Regions from separate parts of the Mus musculus genome. Here all the other regions are linked to region 2. Evidence: chromatin contacts called from public Hi-C data. All regions are on one chromosome and are shown on one strand. Each heading gives the region's core, a stretch centred on a gene start, on an enhancer-like site or on the middle of the called end of the contact. The rest is flanking DNA. Distances are from core to core; before and after follow the strand shown.

What was found. A called contact is a pair of places that touch in the nucleus more often than the background predicts.
Region 1: a contact with region 2 is called in a Hi-C map of cortical neurons, with 4 times the contacts expected there. The contact joins two enhancer-like sites. A contact is called at or near these places in 4 of 484 Hi-C or Micro-C datasets (cerebral cortex, cortical neurons and tail fibroblasts) and 2 of 115 datasets of contacts at active chromatin or transcription factors (astrocytes and neural progenitor cells).
Region 3: a Hi-C map of forebrain shows a contact between it and region 2, with 7 times the contacts expected there. The contact joins two enhancer-like sites. A contact is called at or near these places in 1 of 39 promoter capture datasets (hippocampal neurons) and 11 of 484 Hi-C or Micro-C datasets (the N1E-115 cell line, cerebellum, cerebral cortex and 7 more).

Annotation. Positions count from the first base shown.
Region 1 is chr2:141,735,706-141,739,469 of GRCm38.p6, reverse strand. All of the region lies in intron 7 of Macrod2 (mono-ADP ribosylhydrolase 2), which reads right to left. Among named protein-coding and RNA genes, the nearest start is that of Gm25583, 97 kb to the right of the region's middle. Within about 2 kb of position 2,284, at least 9 of the 459 cell types and tissues checked have an H3K27ac peak or open chromatin away from gene starts, as enhancers often do. A contact at or near this core is called in cortical neurons, where this site is marked.
Region 2 is chr2:142,252,691-142,256,273 of GRCm38.p6, reverse strand. The region is part of intron 11 of Macrod2 (mono-ADP ribosylhydrolase 2); the gene reads right to left. Among named protein-coding and RNA genes, the nearest start is that of Gm25583, 610 kb to the right of the region's middle. Within about 2 kb of position 1,858, at least 20 of the 459 cell types and tissues checked have an H3K27ac peak or open chromatin away from gene starts, as enhancers often do. A contact at or near this core is called in cortical neurons, forebrain and hippocampal neurons, where this site is marked.
Region 3 is chr2:143,092,023-143,095,825 of GRCm38.p6, reverse strand. No RefSeq gene overlaps it. Among named protein-coding and RNA genes, the nearest start is that of Otor, 16 kb to the right of the region's middle. Within about 2 kb of position 1,860, at least 14 of the 459 cell types and tissues checked have an H3K27ac peak or open chromatin away from gene starts, as enhancers often do. A contact at or near this core is called in cortical neurons, forebrain and hippocampal neurons, where this site is marked.

The DNA.
Region 1 (3,764 bases), core at 1,035-3,534, 520 kb after region 2:
ATGTATGCATATATAAATGGTTTGTTATAAACATACACATTAAATATTTAAAATATAACTAGGTTGCTAGAAAATAATACACGAATTTTATAAATAATCTTGAAACGGGAAGGTTTTCCAACATTCTAAAACATAGAAAAAGGATTCAAACTTTTGATACATTTACAGACATAAATAAATTTATTTTCAATACACAAGAAACTTAGGAGTGTCTGCTTCTTAGAGACATACCGACAGTTTACAATGGGGAAAGATGTTTTCTTATATGTTCTGCAATCATTTATACTGCTTTATTACTTTTGATATGTGTATATATAACTTTAATGAAAAATATTCTCCTCTAAACCTTACCCCATCTCACACATATTTCACATGTGTGTTCACATATTCCAGTTAAGTGTCTTTTATTTTTATTTTTAACTAAAGAACTCTCAAGGCTGTGTAGTAAACATGGATCCACCAATCAAATAAACAGCTGAGGCTCGGTGGAGGATCTGAGACCCACTGCAGTGACACTGAGAGCTTATTCAGATGTGTACTTGCTCAGGCATCACACTAGACAGTGAAATGACAGGGATAATCCATAATCCTAGTTTACTGAGACACCACAGTAGAGCCATCTGTTGCCACATTTGAGTGTGAAAGAGAAAACTGTGAGCATATTTAACAGGTAAATTTGGATGGACAAACCCACCTGGCACTCTGATGATCTGCTTGAAGCCTTTCAAGGGTCTAAGAGATGATCCCTTTAAAAGATAGTCATTTGTAGGGACATTACTGTAGTAATGTGGTTGCAAGGAGGGAGAAAAAAAAACCCTATTTATCTGGTTGTATGTTCTCTAAGGGAAGGAAGCAGGAAGACAGGATAATGTATAAGAACTGCAACTCACATGCTGTCATCTCCAAATGTTTCCCACTTGATTACTGGAAACAAAATCCACATTCTCACAAAGTAATACCAGGCCTTGTAATTTTGCTGTCAGAAAAAGCTCAAAAGTGATTTAAATTACAAGAAAGAATACAGAGGTGGATCTTATTTTACAGGAAAATTTATGCGTTCATTTAACAAGAATATACTGACTATCATTTATCAAACACTGGGGACCAGAGTAAGCAAATCCAGACGTTAAAAGCTGTAAAACAGTCACCCAAATACACCTAAATTGTCAGATGCAACATAGACCATGAAGGAGAGTCACGGAGCTGGCAGTACAGCAGGCTCTGCTTGGACTATTTGGGGAGGTTGTTCCTCTCAGAGTCATGCTTAGGGTGGTTTGCACAAAAACGGGACAATGAGGACTCTCCAGACTACACAGTACTCAATAGAAGCAAGGCTCATGGAGAGAATAGCAGCATCTGTGGGTAAATGTTGAAGAATTCCGGAACAAGGTAGAGCCCTAGGAGGGTTGACAGATCTTGCTGATGGTTTTGTCTTATCCTGAGGATAGCTCATCTCTACTACTGGCAGCATACCTCCCTAAGCAACATCTAAGAAGCAAGAATGGACCCTGGTAAGCTTTCACTGCAAATGGTGAGCTCAATAGCCTATGGCAGGATATTATAAAGAAAAGAGCTGAGGGCTAAGGAACAGATAGGATTAAGTTAACCATAAAGTAAGTGACTGGAGAAACAGTGTCCAGTCACCTCATAAGGGTGAATACAAAGGTTTTACGTAAACTTGAGCTAGCCTCTATTCACCTTTGATTTTCTTGATAGCATGAACAAAGCTGACATGTCCTACAATTAGTCCTTTCTCCACTTGGCTTAACTCTTAACCTCACCACACAGCAATGCAAGCAAGCAAGCAAACAAACAAACAGCTTCACTTGAAAAGACCTAGTTTGTTTTTGAATATCTTAAGTAACTACCACATTTCAGGTGACATCCTAAAAATGGTGCTTCTTCAGACAAGACATGACACTGAGATAGAAAAGGCCAGGGCCAGTTTATCCAACACAGTATCACCCTGAAGCACTGGGTTTCATGAATAGTAAGGAAGCTATATGGAGACTGGGATGGCCCTGTGGTAAGTGAACAAGAAGAACTGGGCAAAGCAGCCCCATAGGTGCTCTGGCCCTATGACTACATCTCAGACAGGCACTGTTTCTGGCAAGATGTAGCTGGAATGCAGAAACAGTTGGTAAGTATAAAGATAGGAAGAAGAATGCCAAGTGGAAAGACCAGGGAAACAAAGAAGATTCCTTGGTGCAGATGGGCTGCATGTGTCAGTGCATCCTGTAGCCAGTCTATGTCTGATTCAGAATGTCTACCCTGCCATCAGTTTGCAGCCCACTTGTTCAGCTCCCGGACATTGCCATCTCTTCCTGATGTCCTTCATCTCTGCCATCTTCACACCACAGTTCCTACATCTTACCTTTCCTGGTAATGTACAGAGTTCAGACTGAGGTCTTTTGGACGAGGAGCCGCATTAGGACACTTCCTATCAAAACCTCCTACACTTCATCCCCTCTCCCCTGAAAAACATACCACATATCCCCTAGTTCTGCCTTCAGAATATGCAGAGCAATCTAAGAAAAGCATTGCAAGATGCCTATTTTTACATCACTTGGATCCCTGGATGCGAATCACAATTTGATGCTGGCAGTGAGATATGTTTTCATTGTTTTAAAAAGGATGGAAAAGCTGATGAGTCCTCACTTCCATCCATATATAACAGAGAAACAGCGATGCTGTGCATTTCTTTCTTCACTATGGATGAGAAGACAAGATATTTGTAAAGCTGAACAAAGAGTTGAGATGCTATAATTTAGGATACTAACCTTTCCCTAGGGCAGTGTAGGCAGGTCTTCTGGCTTGCTAAAGGATTCAGAATTTGCAGAAGGCTAGAGCCCTTTGGCTGCTGGTGATCATTCTCCCAGGCTTCTGTAATTATATGCAGGGACTGGCATTTACAAGGTTGGTAGAATTCCTGCCTGACTTTTCAGAATGGGGCTTTGACAGTTGGCCAGCAGCACCATAAACCACAGGATGAGCATCTTCTTGAGGCTTAATAATACAAGACAATTTATTGGAAGGGGCTGAAACATTGGCTAAATAGTAAGTAATATGGAGCATTTTAAGAAGATTGCAATATACTCAGGCTTTAGAATATAGAAGCAAATTCAACTAAAAAAAAAAAATTCCTCCCTTGCATAGGCTATTCCCTGGTACCCTGAAAATAGACATGTGTCAGTTTTTCCTTTAACAGTCACTCTGATGATGGAGTGGAAGACATGCTGAGATGATGCAAAGAAAGATGGATGTACGGTTACTTTCTATGTTAATTCAGCTGTCAAAGGTTACAAATAGTGCAGCCAATGGCTTGATACAGGGTGGTTCTTATAAACATGATTTGGCTAAAATCAGCAGTTTGGATACAGAAGTAAGAGTGAAAATGGATACTAGAGAAGTTAAAAACTCCTACTGGCCATCAATCTTTGGGACTCCATGAAGATCAGGAAAAACTTCAACCCAACTCGTTCCTCTTCTTCCTACAAAAGGAAGCCCGATTTCACAAAGTCCCAGACCTAGATTACCAGCTACAGGGAATCAACGACTGTCTCAGATCAAGAATAATTTTTCTACAGGGACAGTCCCCATGGTTATCCAATCCCAAGTGGTCACCTGTAAACACATGACCATATGGGTAACACTAACCTGAGGGAGGGTGGACACAGAAGGAGTTAGAGCAGAAAGAGGAAAGAACAGAAGTGATGTAAATACAGAATACTCATGTATAAAACAAAACAAAACAACAACAACAA
Region 2 (3,583 bases), core at 609-3,108:
TCTGGTGCTGGAAGCATTTCTCCTTTTGCTGGCCATCTCCAAAGATGCCAAACACGTTTTACTTCAATCTTCTTTCCGGCTCTGAATCAAGTGACATTCTCAGTGTAAGGAGCTTGGCTGATTTTCTATGCCTTTTATGTTTTCGTTAGATATGTGCTTTCAAAAATTTTATTTTCATTTATCTTGTATATGGTGGTCTAACACATCAATGCGTAATTTTTTTTTTTGTCCTGAATTCATTACGCTGATCAACTGTAGAACTCTGAAAAACATAACTAAATGGGCGGCTGCATTGGAGGCTGGCTACTTGCAACTAATTATTTTTTTGTCTTAAAATTTGTGAATTCATGGGCAGAGAAAATGTACTCCCAAGGGCAAGTAAAGGCCTGATTTTATAATTAATTTTGGGGAGATCTCCAAAAACACTTTTGTGAAAAGAGCAATGTAGATCATTACCTTATCTGAAGATACAGGAATGGAATATAAAATGTAGTTATATACAGAGGACTGAAAATAAGAAGCTAGCAATATGAAGTACAAATGATCATAAGGCCTTTTGTCCAGGAGCAGCAGCTAACTCCCTTCTGTGTGGACACAATATGTCTTGTTACTTGTTTGACCAAGGGGTTAAGGTAGAAATGATGTCTTGAGCCTTCTGAGCTGCCTCAGAGTGACAGTTCTTGCTTTCTCCTTTGGGAAAGGGAGCCATAACTGCAATGCAGTTCAGACTAGACTACCCTGGACAGAGAGGGCCATGGGACCAAGCTGTGAGGAAGCAAGACCCATTAGGGAGACAGTGTTGCATCTTCTAGTCCATCCCAGCTGCTTGTAGGATGCAGAGTTGCCACCTTAGCCAATGTCCCAGAGCAGAAAGACTGCCGTGCCCTCTCCATCCCTGGCCCACAAGTAGGCCTAAGTTACCAACACTTATGATCTTACTGTGTTTTCAGTGCCACCCCTTGGTGCTGCTCATTCTTTTCTGGTTTGGTTTGATTTGAGCTTTGAGACAGGGTTTCACTCTGTGTCCAGTCTGGCCTTGACCTTGCAGTTTTCACGATTGTATCTCCTGAGTGCTGGGAAGGTAGGCATGGGCTGTTTTGCTACCTGTTCTTCATGCAAAAGCAGACGTATGAGAATCCTCCCCGAGGGCGGGGAGGGGGGCTTGACTAGCAGAGATAAAACAACAACCCTAGAACTTGGAGAGACCCATTACCAAGATACTCTGAAAGCAATCCACCGGACAGCATCCACTGTGAACAAGACTGCAGTCAATTAATACCTGAGTATGTACAGGATCTACTCCGTTTGTTCAGCTTGCGGAGAACAGAGCAATTTTGAATATGAGAAGCTAGGGACTTCTCGGTGTGTCTTTAAATCCACTGCAGTAAGTGACATATTTAACAGCACCACACAGCACCTGCTGTTGAGAATCTTCATGAGGATGACAGCACTGATTTTTGTTCTTGGGAGGAAATAGCCATCACGGTTGTTCTTGTTCCCTTAATAAGGCCAAGCTGGTTCGAGAACACGTGCCAAAAATTTAGCCAATTATTTCTTCCCTTCCTCCCTACCAAATGGACTGAACAAGCAGGAGAAGATCTGCCAGCTTTCCTCGAACAGACAGACTTCATAATGTAGATTTCACAAAAGGTCTGAAGTCTGTAGGTGACAGGCTGCCTTTAAAATTAGTCTGGTTCCTATGTCCCTTCTAGTGTGACTACGACAGAGACAGAGAGGATCCTTAACTGGAGAATACAGTCAGAGAAGGAAACAAGTCTTAGGAATGTAAGGAACTGTTTCTGGCAGTTAAAAAGAAATTCACATTCAGATGCCCAGATGCAGTGCTCTTATACAGGGGTTTACTCAGCAGCTCACCCAGGATTTCCTCTGCCTTCCCATGCAGGTCATAGATCTCCCTAACAAACATCCCAGGGGCACGTTTTTCTTCCCTATTTTGAGTTTCAGCTGTAATTTTCTACGTGAGTATTTCTGCTCTTGGGAAGCCAGCTTAGGAATCACTTCGCATGTTTATCTTGGAAGAAAGGTATTCTAGAAGTAGGCTGGGTTTGCCACTTGAGTAGCATGCCCTCAGCTGTAAAGGTACGTTTTCAATTTCAGAGACAATTCACGCTCAAATCCAGCAGGGGGCGCCAATGCAGAAGACTTGCTCTCAAAGCCCACCGTGCACTCTTGGGCAATTAGATTAGCATGCATTTCACTGTCTTTTAGAAGGACATTCTGGCTGCGTTCTATCTTTCCATCCATTTTAAATGCTTCCACCGAGTGAGTTCTTACTGAAAAAGTGGGCCTCTGCCGGTGTATGCGTGGGGTGGAGGTGGAGGGAGAGGAAGACACCACACGGACTCTCATTACCCGGTTACCAATAAGTGTTTGGTAAGGAGCAGCTCAATCTGTCTATCTTCACAGGAAACATATAAAGAATAAAAAGTTAAGTGGGGTAGGGCATATAAACTTGTGGTTTCTAGAAGGGACTTTAAAAGGGTTACAATAAATGTGAAGCAATACCTACCTACAGGGAAGCACTGGGCTATTTTGTTAGCTGAAAAATAAATGTCCCACAGAAGCTAGAGTTTCCCAGCTACTGCACATGTAGGAACATCTATCCACTTGTGATAATACACTTCCATGGCTTTTGTGTAGTGTGTGATGTGGCGTTTTATTTTCCCACCCTAAAAAGCAGAATAACCAGCAAGAATTTTTCTGTTGTCTCCTTCCCGGTGTTTTTAGTATTATTTCTGACCATCTATCTTTTAAACCATATTTATTAAGCATGTGCTATTTGCAAGAACACATTCCATGAAGTTTACATGAATAATATGAGAGTTTTTGCCTGCAGAATAAATTCATTCTCAAAGAAGGGATCTGTCACCGCTGGGCTGTGACAGGAATTCTGTGCGTGTTTAATTCTCTATTGAGAGAGATGGCAAGGCGGAATCCCAGCATTATGGCCTGAAGGTGTTATCTTGATATTTTTACTTCTTTCCACAGCTATGCATAGAAACGGAAATAGGGAAGGGAAATCAATCAGGGTAAGTCCCTGGCTACTGCTGGGCCAGCGGGCTGACGTGTACTGATCGCTGGCACGCTGTTACCTTTTCTTACTCTGGTCTCCGGAATTTTAGACACAAGCAAATCAGTTCAGATACAGCAGTTCACAGATTAAATTCTTGGTCTACGGTATAACTGTTTGTCAGTGTCCTCCGTCGGAGAGTAGGAAGCTCACGTCCCTGACGTTGGACTTAGCTGCTTGACCTGGACAATTAAAGACAAGTGGATAAGACCAGCAGTACTTCAATGTGCTGCAGAGCTGGACATGTGTCTTGTGCTTCCACCGTCTGCCATGGGGAAGAAGACGCTTTGTCAGGTGCTGGTTGACGGAGGACAAGAAGTAGGTAGAACAGCCTTCGACCCAGAGTAGAGTGAGGACAAGATTAAGGAATTCACATCTCAAAATGGAACCACCTAGCCGATCCTAGCCAATCTAGTTGATCAGGTGACCAACCTACAACCTGCAGACTCAGGTTCCCATGAGCATGAGAAAAACCAAAACCAAAACCAAAAA
Region 3 (3,803 bases), core at 611-3,110, 840 kb before region 2:
TCCCTCCCACTCTCCCCCTCCTTCTCTCCTCCCCCTTCTCTCTCTCTCCCTTTTCCTCTTCTGCTCCCTCTCCCAGTCCCTGAAAGTATCCTTCTGTGTAGTTCAAGCTGTATCAAAGTCAAAATCCTCCTGCCTCAACTTCCTTAGTGATAAGACTACAGGTGTATTACCATGCCCAGCTACATATCTCTTGAATCTGCGCTTCTCATATATGAAAATTGGTTGATACACTTCTTCCTTTCCCAGAACTGAAGCCTGTGCTGCAGTGTATATTGCACAGTTTATACTAATATTTAACAATTGCTCTCTCTAAGCAAAAAAGCAGTGTCAACATTGAACCAGTGTGCAATGTTTAAATTTTAATTGTGTCCACAAATGCACAAAGACCCTCTAAATATAATGATGTGCGTAGGAAGATCTTCAGAGAAAGGTTAGACAGGATGACGATAGCAGAGAAAGTGGTATAAAGGAAAACAGAAAGACAAGCCCGGAAGAGACAGCTGGTGTTATTGAAGTCGACAATGCACACATTACAGAGGGGCAAGGAAGTGCTATTTTTATTTGAAAAGTAAGAAGACATTGTAATCATCTTCAGGAAGAAGTCGTAAAGCAAAGAGGGCATGATAGCTGTTTGAAAGGCAATTAGGCTATCTCTTGGAGGAGATGGGAAATAGATTCCAGAAGAAATGCAAGGAACCCTTTTGACCCCATCATGTGTCAGTACTTCACCAGCCCGGAGCCCCCGTGGAGCTGATGTGTTAGAGATGGCTCTGGGAGAGATGTCAAACCAGGAGAAAAGCAGCAAGGGGTGAGGTGTTGGGAACAATAGAGAAAAGGGTTCGTGGGTGCTCTTCCATATGTTGCTGATGGCAGGTGGCAGTTCTGTCTGGGTTGCAAGCTGTGTATATGATAAGCGTGCGACAGTGAATCTGCAGAATCCTATTTTTCATGTTTTGGCTCTACCTAATGACTCGTTACAAAAAAAAAAGGACTTACAAAACATACCTACCTGGATAATTGGTTAGGCCTGCCTGGTATTTGTCATTCTTTCCAAATTCACCAACTGATTATTCATGTCACCTTTTAGTGTAGGTTACTTTCAACTCGGTGCTGCTCACACAGGGGTTCAGAGTACCCACTGATGGGGTGCTGTCTTTAGCACCATCAACCATAGAGGTTTAGCAGCATCCCTGGCTCTTGCTCCTGAATGTTAGTAGTCTCCTCCAGCCACGCCTGAAAGTTTCCAAATGCTACTGGCCGTAATGAGTCAGAATAACTTTTGGTTAAGAACTATGTTGTTCCCTGAAGTAGAAAATAAAGGGATGGTTTTCACTAGCCATATTCCAGCAGAATGTCATGAGCACGCTTACAGACCGTCACAAAGCTGGTCATCTGGCTTCAGATCTCAGCCTCCCACCCCTGCTTTATGGCTCAAATGACAAATGTTGTCTTTTGGAGCCACCCCGCAGAGCCATCCAAGACACCAGGAGCCGTGTTAATTGTTCTCCAGACAAGCTACCACTCTGAGCGCAAGGTGTTATTGCTGCTTTCTAGAAATGAATTAAACCAACTCAAACAAATTATAAACTCTGCAGGGCTCCATATCAAAAGGAAACAGGCAAGATGGGTTTGAAAGAGAACCATCCGCTTTCCCCTAACATGCGGATTTTCAAATCTGTCAAATTTATTTTTAAGGTCTGCAGCAAAGGCATATTAATACCTCTTATCTGTGCCAGGTGTCAGGCAGATTTAAATATCATGCCTTGATGGGAAGAGACGAAATGGAGGCTCCATGAGTAACTAGTCTGGATGCTTCCATGACAACCGTACCTGGTTTCCTTTGGAAATGTAGCCCTGTGTGCTGGATCCAGACCAACCACTGGAGGTCACCCTAGCCCTATCGTAAAGTTTCACGGTGTACAGAAGTACATCACTGAGAGAATCCTAGGCTAGATTAGCTGCAGAAGCTCCAGGGGGTGCAACAGGACTTCCTGAATATTCTGAGATCCTGTGAGGGTGAGGACAAACAAAGTGAAAGTTGGCCCCTTGCGAAGGCAGCTGCAGCAGATGAGGTCAGTGTGGTGGGCAGACGCCTCTATTTATGAGCTTCTGGGGTTCTACTGTTTGTTTCCAATCTCTAGCAATCACAACCTACTGGAACCATCTTTGCCAAACTGCAGAACTTCGTGGTAATGATGCTTACCTACTAAAATCCTTAGCCAATGACTTGTCTATCACCGTAACACAATACTAGAGGTTGGGTTCTTTATGAAGAACAGTTACTTAGCTCACTGTTTCAAAGGTAGAACGTTCATGTTGTCTGGTGAAGACTTTTCTTGCCCTGTAGTGACTTGGTAAAAGGGGATGAGGCAAAACAGAATAAGCACTTGCTGCAGAGTCTGCTTCCTCAACAAAGCCACTCCTGAGCCAATCCATTAATGAGCTAAGCCCTCACAGCTCCATGATCTCTCAAATGCAAACATCGTAACTATCCTTACCATAAGATCGTGTGCATTAAGTTTCCAATACATGAAATCAGGAAATTTGTTCAGACCATACCAAAGAATATGCCAAAGAGTATACAGAGACAGCCTAGCTTCCTTGCCTTGGAGATGAGTGGCTCTGTGGTGATTTAGCATACAGGAGCATAGCTCAAGTCCTCTCTGGGGTCAGGCCAGAGCCAGCCACCAAGACTTTACCTGAGGTGGCATTCTGGCTGAGTTCCTTCCTTTTCCTGTCCTTCTGCTCCATACTATCCACTTCCCCTGAGAGCTATTCTTTGATAAATCACTAAGCATAAGTCTCCACCTTTGGGTCTACTTCTGAGCAAGCTAACCCAATACATCAGTGTATCATCAGTGCTCACGCATGTTGATTCTGGTCATCACCCTAGCTGCTGTATGTGGCACTGAGATTTGTAAGTCCATCCTTTCATAGTGGCCCATAATTCCTGTGGCATTTTTCTACAGGATTGGTAAACATCTACTGCTGCATCCCAGCAGGTCCAACTGATGCCTCTTCTGTCTATTGTCCAAACAGCATGGAAGGCCATTCTTGTGGCTACCTTGTGGATTCTTCATTCTTCTGCCCTTCTCCACCTCTTTTGCCCTTTCAACCCCCTAACACTAGATAGAAGAGAAAAAAGGACAGAGGGAAAAAGTGGGGTAACATTATCGTTATGCTGCTTCCAGCTGATTTATGAGCATCAAGTTTCTTGGGGCAAGTTTGACCTTCACTGTATACCTAATTTTTATTATTATTATTATTATTATTATTATTATTATTATTATTATTATTACTATTATTATTATTTTGTGCATGACTACTTAAAAAATTGCAACCAACACCAACCAACCAACAACCAGCAACCTACCCTGACTCTCAGGCCCTAGCATTTATATGCCCTCTGAAAAGTGCCCAGATTCTAAACATCACACAGTTGTAGACACTATCTGCCACTGGCAAAATCACGCCCTTGCTAGAGCACAAGTCAAATCATAGTCAGCTGCCGTGGACAATCTGAAGTAGGCCTATACCCCACACCTAGGATTAAAACTAAAATGTATCATTTTTAATGCTTTTTAAAGAAACCAAAATTGTCACGACAAGGGCTGGTGGTGCTTCTTCTCAGGAACCAAAGCCCTGTGCAGTCCATCCATCCGTGGGGGTCGCCGACAGTACGTTTTAAAGCCCAGAGAAGAACTGGGAAAGTAGCTCAGAGGGAGGGCACTCGGCTACCATCCATGAGACCCTGGCTTGATATTTAGCACAATAATAATACCATCCAGGGAAATATTTAGAAG